Linked DNA regions of Mus musculus: regions 1 and 2 are each linked to region 3. Evidence: chromatin contacts called from public promoter capture Hi-C data. All regions are on one chromosome and are shown on one strand. The core of a region is the stretch at or near the end of the contact, and the rest is flanking DNA. Distances in the headings are between cores, read along the strand shown.

The links. Promoter capture Hi-C pulls out the DNA fragments that hold promoters and counts their contacts.
Region 1: a promoter capture Hi-C map of the 3T3-L1 cell line shows a contact between it and region 3, with 2.6 times the contacts expected there. The contact joins the enhancer-like site here to the promoter of Dync2li1 in region 3. A contact is called at or near these places in 6 of 39 promoter capture datasets (the 3T3-L1 cell line, 3T3-L1-derived adipocytes, the HPC-7 cell line and 2 more), 9 of 484 Hi-C or Micro-C datasets (the HPC-7 cell line, brown adipocytes, cortical neurons and 5 more), 1 of 115 datasets of contacts at active chromatin or transcription factors (embryonic stem cells) and 1 of 9 other capture datasets (adipose tissue).
Region 2: a contact with region 3 is called in a promoter capture Hi-C map of the 3T3-L1 cell line, with 2.3 times the contacts expected there. The contact joins the enhancer-like site here to the promoter of Dync2li1 in region 3. A contact is called at or near these places in 7 of 39 promoter capture datasets (the 3T3-L1 cell line, 3T3-L1-derived adipocytes, the HPC-7 cell line and 3 more), 4 of 484 Hi-C or Micro-C datasets (the N1E-115 cell line, cortical neurons, nephron progenitors and 1 more), 2 of 115 datasets of contacts at active chromatin or transcription factors (acute myeloid leukemia and forebrain) and 3 of 9 other capture datasets (adipose tissue, liver and pancreatic islet).

What each region holds. Positions count from the first base shown.
Region 1 is chr17:84,699,392-84,702,946 of GRCm38.p6, forward strand. It overlaps Abcg8 (ATP binding cassette subfamily G member 8), which reads left to right. Exons shown (of 13, transcript NM_026180.3): 13 at 1-942. Among named protein-coding and RNA genes, the nearest start is that of Abcg8, 18 kb to the left of the region's middle. Within about 2 kb of position 2,195, at least 18 of the 459 cell types and tissues checked have an H3K27ac peak or open chromatin away from gene starts, as enhancers often do.
Region 2 is chr17:84,497,242-84,500,680 of GRCm38.p6, forward strand. It overlaps Gm41642 (a long non-coding RNA gene), which reads right to left. Exons shown (of 3, transcript XR_877064.1): 2 at 2,143-2,353. Among named protein-coding and RNA genes, the nearest start is that of Gm41642, 5.7 kb to the right of the region's middle. Within about 2 kb of position 1,625, at least 37 of the 459 cell types and tissues checked have an H3K27ac peak or open chromatin away from gene starts, as enhancers often do. A contact at or near this core is called in 3T3-L1-derived adipocytes, adipose tissue and uterus, where this site is marked.
Region 3 is chr17:84,624,336-84,628,060 of GRCm38.p6, forward strand. It overlaps Dync2li1 (dynein cytoplasmic 2 light intermediate chain 1), which reads left to right and starts at 2,140. Exons shown (of 13, transcript NM_172256.2): 1 at 2,140-2,241. The coding sequence starts at 2,234. It overlaps Gm26066 (a small nuclear RNA gene), which reads left to right and starts at 71; the gene lies at 71-175.

The DNA of each region.
Region 1 (3,555 bases), core at 945-3,444, 75 kb after region 3:
TATTTCGGTGAGGACACGGTGGCAAAGACAAATCCAGTTGTCTCAGCTTACAAAGTGTTTTGTGATGGAATCAAAAAGACCCTTGGGCGTTACAGAGCAAAACGCCAGGCCCGAGATGCCTCTAGAAACAGTTTGCAGAGTCTGTGTGAGCTCAGCCAGGCCTCAGAGTTGCATCCCCCTAGCCAGGGCTCAGGATCGGCTTTCACAGTGGCCAGAGATGCGCTGCTTGCTGCACATCCAGATTGCGTGCTTCATGCCTGTGTCAAGGAACCCCACCCCCACCCCTGGCCCCCCACCCCGGGCCCCCGACCCAAAGCATGGAGCTGGGAGGGGCTTGCTCCCAGAGGAAAACTCGTCTGGAATGAAAAGAACCAGCGGGGAGAGTGTTTGAGGCCAGGAGAGGTGTTCTCCACTGGTTCTCCAGGTCCTGATTGGTCCATGACGTCAGTGAATGCTGATGAGGTAGGCAAAATCCCAGGCCTGCCCAGATCCGTGGACTCAGCATCCTGTGTTCAGACCCCAGTGTGAGCAGCAGCTCCACAGCATCCACTGGCCTCAGGGAGTCCACACAGCCCTGTTGCCACCATCCATTGCATAGATGTCACACAAGAGCCACAGGGCCCTCATGCAGAGCAGAGTCAAAAGCACCCTCCGATTGCTTCTTTCAGTTTGGAAGAGCTAGCTCTTCAGTGCCCGCTGGCTTTATAGGGTAGCTTTTAATTTGGATTTATCTGGGGGCATTTCTCAGTTAAATCCTGGCTGGGTCAGAATATCCAGGAATGAAATTGGTTTTTCCCTAGTGTGTCCCATCAGGCGGCACACGGTTGGCTCCCAGTTGCTGCGTGCTGTTGACTCTGATTGCCTGACAGAAGGCACGTCTGCTGGACCCCTCCACGTTCCTCGGTTCCCTCTTTTCATAATTAATAAAGCTTTTGGATACCATGCCTGGAGACCATGGCTTGTTCATTCTTCCTATGCAATAAATTATATACTCGTGGAGTCCCATTTTATTTTAGCAAGCTGTAATCCATTGCCATTGTTAGTTTGAGTACTCAGATTGTCCCTGATTTAGCCCGTGAAATACTCAAGTTGGCTTCTACATCTTTTTTTTTTTTTTTTTTTTTTTTTTTTTGGCTTTTTTTCGAGACAGGGTTTCTCTGTGTATCCTTGGCTATGCTGGAACTCACTCTGTAGATCAGGCTGGCCTCAAACTCAGAAATCCGCCTGCCTCTGCCTCCCAAGTGCTGGGATTAAAGGCGTGCGCCACCACCGCCTGGATGTATCTTCTTAATCATGTTCCTTTCAGTCACTGGGAACTCTAACAAAACAAAGTATTTGAGGATCAGGGATCATCTTGAATTTTCCAAGCTCAGCCCTGGGGTTGGATGCTTCTCTGTAGAAACCTGACTTTTTAGTGGGGAAAGATAGATAGGAGCCCAGAAGTGAATGAGTCTGCTCGGCTGCTGTGCATCGCTACTTCCGGACTCTCAGTGGGCAGTGAGTGAACACGTGTGCAAATGTGCATGTGTGTACTCAGTCTTAACTGCGTATGTGTTCGTGTTCATACTCTAGTTCATCCAGCACTCGCTTTAACAGCTTCCCCAGTCTGTGCATGGGAGACACCTGGTTTCTGTGTCCATCCCTCTTCTGATGAGTCCTGTTTGTACTCTCCCTTTGGTTCATTCCCCATGCATGACTCTATCTGCAGAGCCTCCAGTCTGTTCTGCAGCCCCTCCCCAGGTCCCAGCTCTGTTTTGGTAACCCACTGTCTTTAGGCCTGGATGGAGAAGTGTAGAAGAAGCAGAAAGCAGTCATCTGACTTTGTAAGCTTGTCACTCAGTATGCTGTGGTACCCAGAACTCAGAGCACCAAAGATGCTGAAACTCAGGCTTGCCCACAGAGCAGGAGTCCTCCATCCTGTCTGAGTGCATCATAGCTGGTGTTGATGCATCCTAGGCTCTAACTCCAATGTTCTCCAGGGCACACAAGGCCCGGGAAGAGAAAGGCCGGGGTGCTAGGAACATCCAGTACTATCCAGTGCCCCTTATCTTCATTGCAAAGGGGCAGATTTTTCTTGTGGGTTGTAAATTTTTTCTGCTAAGGATATTTTAGGCTTTGATAGCCATATAGCCTGCCAGTAGGCTGTGCTGATGTGAACTGTTGCAACCACAGTAGAATGTGGAAGATGTGGGTGTGTTTCAGTAAAACAGCTTATAGAAGCACATAGCTCCTAGACTTGGCCTGAGGCTGCAGCTTGCAGACTCTTAATCCAAAGAGGAAGTTATAAAATGTACACTGTAAACTTTCCAAATTCAAGTTACACTATTGATGGGGAACTAACAATTAAACTGAAAATAATCATCTATGTTTTTGTAATTTTTTAAAACCGCTCTTGCTCTTAAAGATACTTAAAATAATCTTTCCCTGGGTTGACCTGTCTACAGGGGTAGATATCCTGCTTTTTTTTTTTTTTTTTTAATGTAGATTAAACTACATACAGAGAACATACTGAAAGTATGTCAAATCCAAGGGTCCTTCCAACACTCAAATTACTTAGCAGAAAATCGTGGCCTGGCACAGGGGAGCAGCTTCCTTAGGGCACACCAGCCATGAGGCACCGGGAGGAGCCGGCTGCAAAGGAAGCAAGCCCTTGGGTATTTTGCTGCAGATATAAGTTATTTGGACAACAGTTCAGTGTGCGTGCCTGAAAATGTCCTTATGTCGGCTCCCATCTTACCTCCGATGTCACTTGTGTTTGATAAACTGGTCATCTAGGACGGTTCCTGTGAACAGCTAGGGTAAAGAGCTTGGTGGCAGAAGAGGTAATTAAATCAAAAGCCTGAGGCTCAAGCCCCAACACCCAAACCTAAAACAAATATTGCCAGCCATGGTCCAGAGCAACGTTCAGTGTCCGTGTTAGGGAGGGCAGGCTGGTACAGAGAGTGGTACAGCAGTGTGTGGGGCTTCCAGCTCGGAATGAAAGAGAAGCGTTCAGGAAGTGGGTTAGGCTTTCTCAGCACTTGCCTGCTGTCCACTGGCTAGGTGACCTGCTTGTTTATTGTATATGACAGCCTTGTCTGTTTGTAGAGTTGAAGTGTTGTTTCTCCAAACTGAAAAACAGCTCTGCTGTTCCTTGCTAGAAAAGGGAAGCCTTATTTTCTCTTCTTTTCTTCTGTTAACTTCATTACTGCAGCACAGAATCTCTAATGTGCTAGGTCTGACTTCAGAACACAGTTGAAAGGTCGCCAACAGTGACAAGTATCTGAGGTCATCAACTTACAGATTTCACATCATGATCAGCTGGCCTCACTGACAAAGCTTTTTGTTTTGGAGGACTCCTTGGGCCTCAGATCCACCCTCCCAACTGAGCTACATTTTGGGGACCAAAGAATAGCACATGGAGGGGAACTGTCCAGTGTGCACAAACCAGGCATTTCGTAAACAGAGCTTGCAAGGAAGCACGGCCTGAAATCCATGGGGCTCACCCCATGAGGCCCACTGTGAACCCACCAGGTAGGTCTGCAGAACATTAGAAGAACCCCGGGGCTTTGGAAA
Region 2 (3,439 bases), core at 375-2,874, 130 kb before region 3:
CACACGCCTTTAATCCCAGCAGTGGCAGGAAGATTTCTGAGTTCAGTTCAAGGCCAGCCTGGTCTACAAAGTGAGTTCCAGGACAGCCAGGGCTGTACAGAGAAACCCTGTCTCAAAAAAACAAAACAAAACAAAAAACCAAAAAAAACCCCCAAAAACAAAAAAACCCAAAGGAAATCAATTTTGCCCCAGACACACACACACAAATTAGGGAATTGAAGATCAACAGCTGCTTATTACAAATAATTCTAACAAATTTGAGGAGGCAGAAATATCCTAATATTACACCTATGAATAACCAGGCAAATATTCTAAATGTATTTGCATACTTAATGAGTCTTGTTGATTTAAGCAACAGAAGTAACTTAATTGTAAGCTTAGCATCAGTGCTCTCTATTTCACTTTTGCACACTGTCTGTGCATCCAAGCATTATCTAATTGCTCAATCATTGGTCTGAATAGTCTACTTGAGAAAGACATAAATCCTTGTGACTTGTAACATGGTACAGAGTTCGTGAGGTTGAACCGTTTTAAGCAGATGTCCCTTATCATCTTGTTTAGCTGAAGACAGTTTTAGACCCATCACTGTGGACTTAAAGCAAGCTTTAGAAAAACTGGGGAGTTATTGAACTCATAAAATCAATGTAAAAATTCTAAATCATAAGGCATGTGGCCCTGCCTTAAACAAACTGAAGAACCATGCTCACTTTACTTTTATGTAACAAAGTAATTTTAAAGACACTCAACCAAGACAAAAAAAAAATCTTCTTTTATCTTAGAATGAAAGCCCCTCTTCCCTCTTATCTTTATCTGTTAGATGGGCTATTATGCAAATATACTTTTTAGTGTCAACAAGAAGAAGCACAGCTTAATAACTATTTTCTTTCTTTTAGATACTTTGACTGCTTATCTGGCCTGCATCCCTAGAGGGAGCCTGCAACTAAATACTTCATAAAAAGCAATTAATCTTTAAAGTTTCATGAGAGAAGGAAAACAAGAAGCAAAAGAAAAGAAAAAAATGTGAGGTATTCAGGCTCAAAAAATACAAAATCATTTTTGAAAAAGGCTAATTATGTTCCCTTTGCAAGAGAGGAAAGAGTTTTAGAAATAGGAAAATAAATACTCCACATATACACACAAAAGAACACGACATGTGGTTGGTTTCGACATCATTTGAGTCCTTGACAATTTTATCAAGCCATACAATTACAATGTCAGCTCTTATTAATCTCCAAGTACAAAAAAACAGAGCAGGCCTGACTTCTGAGGTTAAACAAAAGTTTTCACTCTTTAAGACAAGCAAGACAACAATGTTCTCATGAGAGTTTCTTCGTTCTTTTGTTCTGATCCACTTCCTGAATGAACAATCTTGTTCATGTCAGAATTTCCCCCAAATGGCAATAGCATTTCAAATTCTCCCTGAAAAAAAAAATCGTGCCATCTGAAAAACTAAGGGTATGTTATTATACATGGAAACTCTAACAATGAAGGAGACAGGTGTTAGCCTAGAGTGGGCTGGGCTGTATGAGACATAAGAGACCCAAATGGCCTACGAGGTACTTGGCTTGATGTCCTGGGAGTCTGGCGCAAGACCAGCTGTTGCTGATCCAAAGATGGATAAAATCTTCCAGTTCAGTGCAGCTGGAATGCAACAGAGCGTTTCTCAGGCAAACAAAGACAAAGGCTGAGGATGAGCCTTATACGGGCTTTTAAAGTAACCCATGGAGACATTCATTCACACTCCAAACACAGATTCTCTCCCTACCAAATACTGCTCTCATAAATAAATACTTAAAATGCTGGTTGGTCAGGTATAGTACGAAAGAACTAGAAAACAAGTTTACCAAATAATAAAATCATTTGTTAGCTTTATGTCGCTACAGCAGGATGCCCAAGAGAAATGCTTTAGAAGCAAGCCGATTTATTTTGACTCATGGTTTCATCTCTGTGGTCCTGAGGGGGAAGCCAACTATCACGCTGGAAAAGAATAGTAGAAGAAAGCCCCTCACCTCATGGTGGTGGAGTGGGAAGGAGACAGAGAGAAAATGAGACTCTAAGGACAATACAGACCCTTGAAGGTGTATCCCCATAACCCACTCTTCCCAAACCAGGCCCCACTAGCCCATTCAGATATAAACTCACCAATGAACTGATCCATTGAGGTTAACACCTCTCAAAAGCATCTCTCAAAAGCACTACTGGCTGGAACCAAGGCATCCGCATACAAGCATGGGCTGAGGGTGGCAGGCTTCACATCCAAACTATGAGGAACACAAGTCTGGTTCCATAAAGGAAGTAAGTTTTCCTCCAACACGGGTGGCATACATCTGCTCTCAGGAGGCTCCTTGGGAGGCTGAAAACAGGGTGAAGCACAGGGGTTTGAAAACAGCCTAGGCTATGAAATGGCATGCTGTCTCAAAGAAGAGGAAGAGGAGGAAGAGGAGGAGGAAGGGGAGGGGGAGGAGGGGAGAGGGGGAGGAGGGGGGAGAAGGAGGAGGAGGGGGAGGAGGGGGGAGGGGGAGGAGGGGGGAGGAGGGGGGAGGAGGGAGGAGGAGGGAGGAGGAGGGGGGGGAGGAGGGAGGAGGAGGGGGGGGAGGAGGGGGGAGAAGGAGGAGGAATCCTAAGGATCCACATTCCTGTGAAAGCAAAATCAACCTAACCCTGAAGGATTTCAGTGAAATTGACCTGAGTTCAATTCAGCATCTGCACATGGAGACACAAAAGGTCTCAGATGTGCATCACGTTAGTAGGTTGAGGGTCCTGAGCCAAATCCATAAAGACTCAAATGAACTTTGTTAAACTTCTATTTATTTTTAAAACTGCATTTATTCTCTCTCTGTGTCTCTCTCCCTTTCCTTCTCCCTGTACCTTCCTCTATCTCTATCTCCATTTTTCTTTCTGTTTCTCTGCCTCTTTCTGTCTGTCTCTGTCTGTCTCTATCTCTGTTTCTGTCTATCTCTCTGTCTCTCTCTCTCTCTCTCTCTCTCTCTGTGTGTGTGTGTGTGTGTGTGTGTGTGTGTGCTTGCTAGCTCCAAATCTTCAAATGTGACTATGTAACCTGGAGTGACTACAGAAATCAGAGAAGTAAAAGAGGGGCCCCGGGGTGGAGAAAGAGGAGCAATGGAGAGGGGCATAGCAGGGCTTAAGCCATTTGAAAGCAGAAATGGGGAAACTGGGGAGGGTTCTAACTAGGGAGAGGTAAGGAAAGTAATATGAAGAAAGAATGAAAAATAACAGCAAGAATGTCTGAAAAAGTCATAAGGGATAAAAATATTATCTACCTACCTAAAATTGCATATAATATATATACATCAGGTTATATATATGCATATATAGTTTAAGTGAAAGTATCCCATCTAGGTGGACAGTGCTCTTCCAAAGACTGATAGGCCATGGACCAGAACCCCAACACAAGGCACCAGAAGCTGTCTTTTGAGTT
Region 3 (3,725 bases), core at 890-3,389:
TGTTCCGTGCCCCCCTTTAATACAGCTCCTCATGTTGTGGTGACCCCTACATAAAATTATTTCATCGCATGCTTGCTTCGGAGGTGCATATCCTAAAATACGAATGATACAGGGAAGGTTAGCATGGCCCATGCACAAGGATGATGTGAAACTTCGTGAAACATTCCATATTTTTCTGTGTCCAGTCCTGCAGTGACTTGATGCACCGGGGTGGTCTGGTACCCAAGGGGGCCTTGCTGTACCCAGAAGAGAAAGGGAAGGATGGAGGGAGGGAGGAGTGGGGGGGGGGCACTGAGAGGAGAGGGGCAGCTGGGATCCGGATGTAAAGTGAATAAATGGAAAAAAATTATTTTGTTGCTACTTCATAACTGACTTTGCATCTGTTATGAACCATGATGTGAATGTCTGGTATGCAGGATATCTGACATGTGACTCCTGTGAAAGGGCCGTTTGACCTCCCACAGGAGTCACGACCCACAGGTTGAGAAGCACTGCCCTTGATCTTTCCCGTTTACCAAACTCCCTCCTCCAACCGTCTCTCCTGGTTAACCAAAACAGTTACAGCCTTGAAGAGGTACCTGGCAAGTCGTGCCTAGGAAATGACATTAGCCACCGTAACTGTTATCACAATGGTTGTTAATACCTACCTGACTTCCTAAACAGCATGCTAAACCCAGGAACAGATTGTAAACCCAGAATCCCAAGTCATTACAGTAACAGGAGTTCACAGGCCACCGGCTGGCTAGCACCAGAGCGCAGAGGGCAATGAGTGAGGAGTGTTCGGCTGTCTTTGAAAACGTCCTTCCTCCACTGAACACCTTCGCCTCAGACCTTCTGACCTGACTCTTTCCTACACTTTGCTTCATTTCCAGGAATATACTCCTTCTGTCTCTACATTCAAATCTGCCAATAGGGCTGAGGTGGTAACTCGTGGTGCAAGGCACCTGCCTGGCTTGCAGGAGACCTTGGATTCATTCAACCTTCTGCATGCTAGGAACTGAATCTCAGCTCATCTTATTCCAAACCCCAATGTTCTTATACGTCCCACCATAGAAACTGAACCCAAAGGCTTGGAGAGAATTTCCTTCAGACATTCAGGGATCTGGGACCTGGGTCTATTCAACATTCAGAACAGGTCAAATAGCAAGCCTGTCATGAATGCTTTGTCAACTGCTTCAGCTGTGGTCACTTTGTACCTTTCCTACAATAGCTTGCTTTCCCTGAGTTATGATTACAATTAGCTGTGTCCATCTATTTTAAAAGGGTTTGTATCTCATGTCTTACTCTGTATTGCCCAGAGCAATACTCTATATAAGTTTGTGGGGATTCCTGCCTATGTATAAAGAGCCCACAAAGTTCAAACAAATATAAGCCCTCCTGCATAAAACAAATTAAGTATGTAGGAGAACACATACTTCATTGACTTATTAATAAATCCACTGCTTCATAAAACATCATACATCCAAATGTTCAGAAAACTGGACAAAGCTGGGCAGTGGTGGTACATGCCTTTAATCCCAGCACTTGGAAGGCAGAGGCAGGCAGATTTCTGAGTTCGAGGCCAGCCTGGTCTACAGAGTGAGCTCCAGAACAGCCAGGGCTACACAGAGAAACCCTGTCGAAGAAGAAGAAGAAGAAGAAGAAGAAGAAGAAGAAGAAGAAGAAGAAGGGGGAGGGGGAGGGGGAGGGGGAGGGGGAAGAAGAAGAAGGAGGAGGAGGAGGAGGAGGAGGAGGAGGAGGAGGAGAAAACTGGGCAAAAAGTTTGCACACCTTGTTCCTTGTTTTGATTTTAACAGTTGAAATTTTTTCCTCCTATGTTTTATTAGGTAACTGCCCAACATTGTTTCAGCTTCCAAATCATGGCACTAGAGGAAAAAAGTAACGATAAGAGAGCAGAGGCTCCTGGCATGCAGTCTGCACTCCGTATAACTAAAAACAAAAACAAAAACAAACAAAACCTTCAAGCCCCCAACATTTTCATTCCAGATGCACAAGCATGCTCACCATATCATCTGGCATCCTAGGGCTTGATGCTGAATACGGAGAAGTAAGCCGAAGGTGGAGAACTACACTTCCCATGAGGCTGCTCTTTGGGACGCAACCTCGGCCGTGACGTCGTTGCCATGGCAACCGAGGAGCCTGCATTCTCTGGCCCAACTAGGTGTTTGCAGCCTGCCTGGGTCAGGGTTGTTCCTCACGCGGAGCCCAGGAACTCTGGGGCGGCGCAGCCACCATGCCCAGGTATTGCTGAACCGGCCTGCGGGGCTCTCACGACCTGCCCTCTTTCCCACCAGAATAGGGAAGGGATACGGAAGGTTGGAGCAGAGGTACCCAGCCCTGGCGCTGTGGGCGATGCGGAGCTGGTCGGAGCAGTAGTACCTCGCTGTCACCACCCTCCATCCCTATCCCACCCTCCTACTCAACCCCCTCAACCCCTCCCTCCCTCCCCGCTCCCCGCCCCCCCCCGACCTATAACTTGAGGATTCTGTCACAAACTAGAAAAAAAAGCGACTTGAAAAGATCTTCAACTCCATCCATTCGCTGATTGCAGTGAAGTGTTTCAGATAGCCACATGCTGTTGCGGGCCAGGGCATGGTGGTGAACCAGACCACAGAGCCTTCTCCCCAGGGGCCCCTGCCTGGTGTCACAGGGCTTCTGTACCTTGGAGGAAAGTGTAACATCTCCTTGAAGGCGCAGAGTTGGGGGTCTTGATGGCTTATGAAATACACTTGAACATTTATCTCTACCAGGTTCCTTTAAAGTACCCGAACCTCCCTCCGAATGGCCTACAAAGATGTCAGGGAGAGGGCCAAGGGTCCACCAGGGCGCAGTATGATCCACTTTGTGGATCAGAGGCACAAGCTGCGGTAGAGTTTATGAAGTTCCGGGCTGGAATTGAGTCAGCTTAGGTTACTGTAGTGAAACTGTGAGTGCGGGGGTTTTGTTTCTTTGTTTGGGTTTTGGCAGATTGAAGAACCCTTTCCTTTCCCTGGGTACTTGAGAAACAGAGAACCATATTTTGGGGGACTGGTGTGTAAACAGAGCAAGCAGAATCCTCGGCCTGTGAAATAAGAGTTCAGATCATTCGGGATTTCGATTTTGACTTTGTCTTCCTGTTTTGACATTTTAAAACACTCCCGTTTTGTTTGTGGGGTTCTGGGAATTGAGCAGGCACGGTAACGGCTTAGACTTTATCACCAGCCCTGATTCAGGTTCTAGTCTGGTAATAATTATAGGCCATCAATAGCTTTTGTGGTTTAAAACTAAATGAACAGTGACAATGTAACAATCACTGTGGCCCCCAAAGCAGATATTCTTTTTTTTTTTTATTGACATTTCAGAGACAATAGATTTGAACTAGAGGATTAGCATAGAGGCTTGCATGCATTAGTTGCTCAACAAATACTTGGTGAGGGCTGGAAGATGGCCCAGTGCATAAAGTCCTTGATGTTCAAGCATGAGGACCTGAGCTGGTAAACCTAAGGTGCGGGACCCATGTCTGTAAACTCGGGACTTAGGAGGAGGGGTGGAGACAGGCGGGTCCCTAGAGCTTGAGGACAGCTAGCCTACCCCAAGAGGGCAAATAGGCATGCTGTCATTCTCTTTGCTCTTGGCTGTGGGTGTGACTGTCTGGCTGAGGCAAACTGCTGTGGCCTTAACCTACCGACGCACCGTGACTCCTGGATATATGAGGAAAATAAATCCTTGCCTTGTTGCGGTGTTTG